Regions from separate parts of the Mus musculus genome. Here region 1 is linked to region 2. Evidence: chromatin contacts called from public Hi-C data. All regions are on one chromosome and are shown on one strand. Each heading gives the region's core, a stretch centred on a gene start, on an enhancer-like site or on the middle of the called end of the contact. The rest is flanking DNA. Distances are from core to core; before and after follow the strand shown.

Region 1 (3,179 bases), core at 196-2,695, 52 kb after region 2:
TTATTTTTAGAATTATCATTTGCTTTCTAATAGTACCTTAAAAAGTAGTTAATGCATTGACAGCTGTCTAATCACTGACAGTATTAAAATTATATTTTAATCTAATTTCTGGAAAGTTCTGCAAAAGCAACCTAAAAATGCAAACTAAAATTTAACGAGAAACAGCCTAGTCAAACAGTAATCAAAACAGTAAGAAATTAACAGCATCCAAAGTACACTATCTAAAACTCCAGATGTTTTCACATTTGGTCTTCACATTTACTAGTAAACCTGAATGGGTCTTTCAATCCAAAGATTTTTCAACATGCCGTTCCATAAGAATGACGCTTGTGAGAATAAAAACTCTTCAAGACCTGCTTCATTACAGCTGTAGCTTCAATTACCTCCGACTCAAACATCAATGTACGAACAGTTCACACATACGTAGAGGAATGAGGGTACAGAGGAGCGTTCATTCTTTTGTTTGGGTGGCAAAAGCAACACAAATAAAGGTTCAGTGGTGCCATCTGCACCTATCCCCACCCATGACAGTCCTACAGAGCACTTTTAACCTAGTCGCTCCTCACTATTTCAGGTCCACGGAGTTAGTGGAATCCAAGGCTTTCCAGGTCCCAACAAGGGTTGCGGAGACTGTGAGGTCCGGGGTTCTACAGAAAATGAAGGAGGGCACGAATCTTTTGAGGACAGAGGGACAAGGCTATGTAGACGTGTGTGGAGGATGGGACGCGCCGCGGAAACCGGGAGGCTTGCAAATTCGCGAGCGCGAGAAACCCCGTAGGGCAGACAGGATGCTGTGCTCCTTCGGGGACGGGGAGAGAAGGGGTGACAGGGCAACCCTCGCAAGAGACGCGGAAGGGCGTGAACTAGGCAGGCTCGAGACTGCCTCGGCCAGAGCCGAGCCGCGAAGCAGAAACTTACGGTTACTTCTCCCGGCCGGGACCGGGCTCGCGTCGATTCCCCCCAGATCTGCAGGTCTTCCTCTGTCGCGGCCACCTGGCTCTCGCGCCGAGCGGGTGACCTCTCGGGTCCACTCGGCGCCCCACCCACCCGCCGGCGGCGGCGGCTGCGGGAGCCGGAGGATGCGCGCTGGAGGCCCGCGGGAAGCGCTGCGCGAGCCCGACGCGCCCGGCGAGCTCACACTGGGCGGGCGCCCCCCATCTTCTCCCGCTGCGCGCCGCCGCTCTCAGGCTATGGAGGAGGGGGGCGGTGGCGCCTGCCTCCGCCGCTCGCTCAAGTCCAGCGCATGGTCGTGCCGCGTGCGCACGCAGCCGCGGAGGCCGACCTCCCTTCCCCGACCCCCGTCCTTGCTATAGCTAGCGTCGGGCTCGGCTGCCGCCAAACCCCGCGAGCTCACGGTCGCCCGCTCCCAGACAGCTGCGGCCGCCGCGCGAAGTGGCACGGACCGGCACGAACGGCGGCTCCCCGCGGGCCGACCCGGAAGCTTTTTCAGCCGCAAACCTGAAGCGGCCTTGGGGGCGTAACCCCGGAAGTTATTGCCCGGCGCCGGTAGCGGTGGGATGGCGAGCTGAGGCCTTTGGGAGCCCGAAGCTGGTGGAGAGGCTGAAGGGTTCCTGGAGCCGAGGGAGAGGAAGGACGGTGGGGAACAGGTGCCCTGAGACCCGAACTCGCGGGGCGGCTTTTGGTGACAATCCAGGGGCTTCCTGCCACAGGAAGTTGGGGTGGGCCTCCTAGATAGGCAGAAGGAATGAGAAAACGGTGACGGGCTGGCTCCGCCATCCTTCGACTGCCGCCCCACCCACTGACTTGGATGTAGCGGCTCGGGAGAGGATCCGCCGCCCGCCCGGGTGAGTCTTTCCCGTTTCCTTGGCGGAAACAAGGAAAGCAAGGCAAGAAGAGCCAGACGCCGGCTGGAGCCAACGGCAGGAGCACCGAAGCTCGCCCACGAGGCTCTGCATCAAGGCGTGTTGTTTCTTACACGCCGGTACCGAAAAGTCACCGGCGTCTCTTGGGTGGGAACTTTTGGAGCAAAAGCAGCTTTGCATTTTTCCCGGTAGGGGAGCACTGGTGGGTGGTGCCAAGGGAAAGACTTCCCAGGCAGTGTTGTCATTGCCAGGACAGTGACAGCTTATCGATTGTAGCTGTCTTCTCCCATCTATCCGAGTTCTTCCTTTATGTCTCCTTTTGGCTTGCACTCTCTGCTCTCTCCTCCCCTCGGTCTTTGTAACTTCACCAGAAGCCTTGATGTGGTTGGCCGACCTCAAGATTTCAGCTCCATTCCTGTCCTGCTCTCTCAGGGAACTTAGCGTGTCTTTATTGTAAACAAACTCACTGACCCACAAAGGAGTAATTACCCCTGCTGTGGGCACTAAGTGAAAATTGTATGCCTCTCCTTTGTCAATCATAATGAAAATCAACAATATCCCTGCATATTTTTTAAAAAAATCGCAGACAGCCCTCCAAGTTATGAACCATCTCCACTTACATAAGTCCTCATTTTTTAGGCAGCATATCATTCATGCCTGAGCATTTCTCCAGTGCAGTGAGCCATATAGCATATTAGCAATGGCTTTATTTATTTTTATTCTTTTGACTAGTTCTCTCTTCCTGTCGGTTTCAGTTGCACCAGCTTCACCTTCATCGCTGGTAGCTTTTGTTGTTTTCCTGGCTTCAACCTTTGTTTCCTTTTATGTCATTGGAAGACTATTTTAAGTGCTCCAGTACAAATACTTTTTTAAAAATAAACTTAAAATAAAAAAAAAAAGAATTTTTGCGAATATGTTGCTAGCAGTAAGTTTGTTTTATATATTTAAAATATGAGTATTTAAAATATATAATGAGTATTCACAAATGAAACACTTTGCTAATAGACGTTTTCTTATGAATTGATTGAGATAAGAATTGGTTTACTTTAAATTCTGTGCAGAAAGTTAACTACTTAGTTTCTCCTTTAGGTACTTTATAGAAAGCATCATTTTCTATAGTTGCCATGTTCTTTGTACAGTGTCTATAATACAGTGTCTTTTTAAGAGGTTTGCAGTTTTTAAGGCTTTCATACATATGTATATATCTTGTTTATAGTTTATTATGTTTTAGTCGGTGTTAATCTGAGATGAAAAGCAGTTGCTAAACAGGAAGTTTTAAGAAAAGCCTTTTTTTTTCTATAGGCAGCTCTTTTGCATGTAGTGGATTTTTAGAATGTTCTTATTAAAATTTTTTTA
Region 2 (3,391 bases), core at 232-2,731:
ATCCCCAAGGTCTAAATAACTTTAAACGTCCCAGAGACTTTACATATTCTTAAAATTTCAATCTCTTTAAAATATCCATCTCTTTTAAAATCCAAAGTTTTTTTTTGTTTTTTTTGTTTTTTTTTTTTTTACAATTAAAAGTCTCTTAACTGTGGGGGATCCACTAAAATATTTTCTTCCTTCAAGAGGAAAAATATCAGGGCACAGTCACAATCAAAAGCAAAAATCAATCTCCAACCATCCAATATCTGAGATCCAACTCACGATCTTCTGGGCTCCTCCAAGGGCTTGGGTCACTTCTCCAGCCATGCCCTTTGTAGCACACTCGTCGTCCTCTAGGCTCCAGATGCCTGTACTCCACTGTTGCTGCTGCTCTTGGTGGTCGGTCATCTCATGGTACTGGCATCTTCAAAACACTGCATGACCCCTTCCTGGGCTATCACTGAGGCTGCACTTTCACCAATGGCCTTCCATGGCCTCTCACAGTGCCGAGCCTCAGCTGCTCTGCATGACCCCTTCATGCCTTCAAAACCAGTACCACCTGGGTGACTCTTACACATTACCAAGTCCATCCACAGCACAAGGTACAACCGTGGCTATCTCTGGAACACAGCCTCTGTGCTCTCAAAAAACACTTCCCAGAAGATGTCACCTCAATGATGCTGTTCTCTTCTCAATCACTGCTAATTTCTTAGCTCCAGCTAACCAGCATCAATAGTCCCAGTAATGCAAAGTTTTTGCTTTAGAAGTTCTGGTATCTTGTTAATCACAGCTGATTCTTCAGCCCCAGCTAACCAGAACTACAGAATTTTCACAATCAAAATAGCAATGGCCCTGAAAAGAGTCTTTAATTTTCCCTCTGAAATTTCACAAGCCAGGCCTCCATCTTCTGCACTCTTCTCAACATTATCTTCCAAGCTCCTACACAACATTCCACAGAGCTCTTAACGCTGAATGGATCTTCTGGCCCAAAGTTCCAAAGTCCTTCCACAGTCCTCCCCAAAACATGGTCAGGTTGTCACAGGAATACCCCACTATGCTGGTACCAATTTGTCTTAGTCATTATTCCTATTCCTGCACAAACATCATGACCAAGAAGCAAGTTGGGGAGAAAAGGGTTTATTCGGCTTACACTTCTATACTGCTGTTCATCACCAAAGGAAGTCAGGACTGGAACTCAAGCAGGTCAGGGAGCAGGAGCTGATGCAGAGGCCATGGAGGGATGTTCTTTACTGGCTTGCTTCTCCTGGCTTGCTCAGCCTGCTCTCTTATAGAACCAAGACTGCCAGCCCAGAGATGGTCCCACCCACAAGGGGCCTTTCCCCCTTAATCACTAATTGAGAAAATGCCTTACAGTTGGATCTCATGGAGGCATTTCCTCAAATGAAGCTCCTTTTTCTGTGATAACTCCAGCTGTGTCAAGTTGACACAAAAGTAGCTAGTACACTTCATGAGCACATAACACATTCTTGGCAAAACTGCAGCAGAGCAGTAATTAGGTCATGTGAAACATTTCAATACACTGCTCAGTCTCAAGTGCACACTAGCTTTCCCTTCTGTGGCAAAAATAAAAATGAAGGTGCCTGTCTCTTTTTTGTTGCAAAGATAAGCTGTTACTATTTTCAGATTATAAGCCAGCAATAACCTTCAAAAAAAAAAAAAAGAGTAAAAAAGTTCATTGTAAAAAAGAGATTTCTCAGCTGGGTGAAGCATTTGTGCACAGGCGTCATGACCTGAGTTTGGTCTACCAATCCAAGGAGAAAATTTGTCCTTTGACGTTCTTGTGCTTGGGTGTGTGTGCGCGTGCACACGCACACACGCACACACACACACATTCTCAAGATATGAAAGACACTAGCAAACACAGAAGTGGATGCTCACAGTCAGCTAGTGGATGGGTCACACGGCCCCCAATGGAAGAGCTAGAGAAAGTAGCCAAGGAACTAAGGGGAACTGCAACCCTATAGGTGGAACAACATTATGAACTAACCAGTACCCTGGAGCTCTTGACTCTAGCTGCATATGTATCAAAAGATGGCCTAGTCGGACATCACTGGGAAGAGAGGCCCTTTGGACTTACAAACTTTATATGCCCCAGTACAGGGGAACACCAGGGCTAAAAAGGGGGAGTGGGTGGGTAGGGGATTGGGGGGGTGGGTATGGGGGACTTTTGGGATAGCATTGGAAATGTAAACGAGGAAAATACCTAATAAAAAAAATAAATAAAAAAAAAGACATGAAAGACACTTAGAGGAGAAAAAGGATGGCTCCTACCCCTTTAATAGCAACTGCAGCTGACCCTGAGGTTAGTTTGGGAAAGAAAGCAGAAGAGTTAGCACAGGAGTCCTCCATGCCGGCTTCTTCTCTCACTTAGCGCTCCTGCTTACGTGGCCATCCTATCCTTCTTCCTGACTGGAAGCTTTGCTCTTACAAGGAAAACCTTTTAGCTCTGTTAGCCAGACCATGTGCAGGGTGTGGGTTCCCTGCTGGGCGAGGGACCCAGGGCACTGCCACTTTCCCTTGGCTTACTCAGAGGCAGGCAGGATATAACCTATTATGACAGACACTGTACAGAGGCCTAATCATCACCAGTAACAAAAAAAAAAATCACTTTTATTTCTTTAGAATAAGAACCACTCTGTGGAAATTATGTGCTCATTTAATTTTCAAATTCTTACATATGTCTCTCTGTTAGAATATAAATATCGGGAGTGCAGGTAGCCTATCTTTATTCCTCACCCATACCTCTACTCACCTAAAATTCTGCCTGTCAAAGCAGACAATCTTGTTGGAAGACGGGATAAAGCAGATTAAAAAACAATCAAAAATGACGATGACACTTAGATTATCTGATCTGTTAATCATTTTGCTTTTAAAATAGCACTTACAATTTGTCCTAAATTAAGATGCGTCAAAAGTTCCAGGCTATGCCATATACTATCTATACCATAAAATGAAGGGAAACCTTAGCTCAAATATAAAGGTTAAAAATATCTAAATCAGCCTTTTGATCCATTTTCTCTCTTCCACCATACACCCAATAAAATAAATAAATGAAAAAATATCTAAATCAGATATGTTCGTCAGTGAGAAACAGTCAAAACATACAAACTATATGCCCCAACTTTGTAAAAATAAAAATGTGCACAATAAATTATTACATTTCAAAAAATTTATGAGTCAGATTTGATGGCACACACCTTTAATCCTAGCACTTTGGGGGCAGAGGCAGAAAGATCTCTGGAGTTCAAAGACAGCTTGATCTATATACTAAGTTCCAGGACAGCCAGGTCTTCATAGATGGACCCAGTAAACTCAATGTAAAATACGATTTTATTCCCATTAAAAATTGACTATAGTCTTGCTTATATGTGACTGAGAGCTTCAAAAA

What was found. A called contact is a pair of places that touch in the nucleus more often than the background predicts.
Region 1: a Hi-C map of Sertoli cells shows a contact between it and region 2, with 1.6 times the contacts expected there. The contact joins the promoter of Ankib1 here to the enhancer-like site in region 2. A contact is called at or near these places in 2 of 39 promoter capture datasets (3T3-L1-derived adipocytes and liver), 2 of 484 Hi-C or Micro-C datasets (Sertoli cells and cranial neural crest) and 5 of 115 datasets of contacts at active chromatin or transcription factors (the 230-238 cell line, the SCID.adh cell line, bone marrow-derived dendritic cells and 2 more).

What each region holds. Positions count from the first base shown.
Region 1 is chr5:3,801,679-3,804,857 of GRCm38.p6, forward strand. It overlaps Ankib1 (ankyrin repeat and IBR domain containing 1), which reads right to left and starts at 1,446. Exons shown (of 20, transcript NM_001289527.1): 1 at 919-1,446. Krit1 (KRIT1, ankyrin repeat containing) reads left to right here and starts at 1,487. Exons shown (of 17, transcript NM_030675.3): 1 at 1,487-1,805.
Region 2 is chr5:3,749,225-3,752,615 of GRCm38.p6, forward strand. The region is part of intron 4 of Ankib1 (ankyrin repeat and IBR domain containing 1); the gene reads right to left. Among named protein-coding and RNA genes, the nearest start is that of Ankib1, 52 kb to the right of the region's middle. Within about 2 kb of position 1,482, at least 7 of the 459 cell types and tissues checked have an H3K27ac peak or open chromatin away from gene starts, as enhancers often do. A contact at or near this core is called in Sertoli cells, where this site is marked.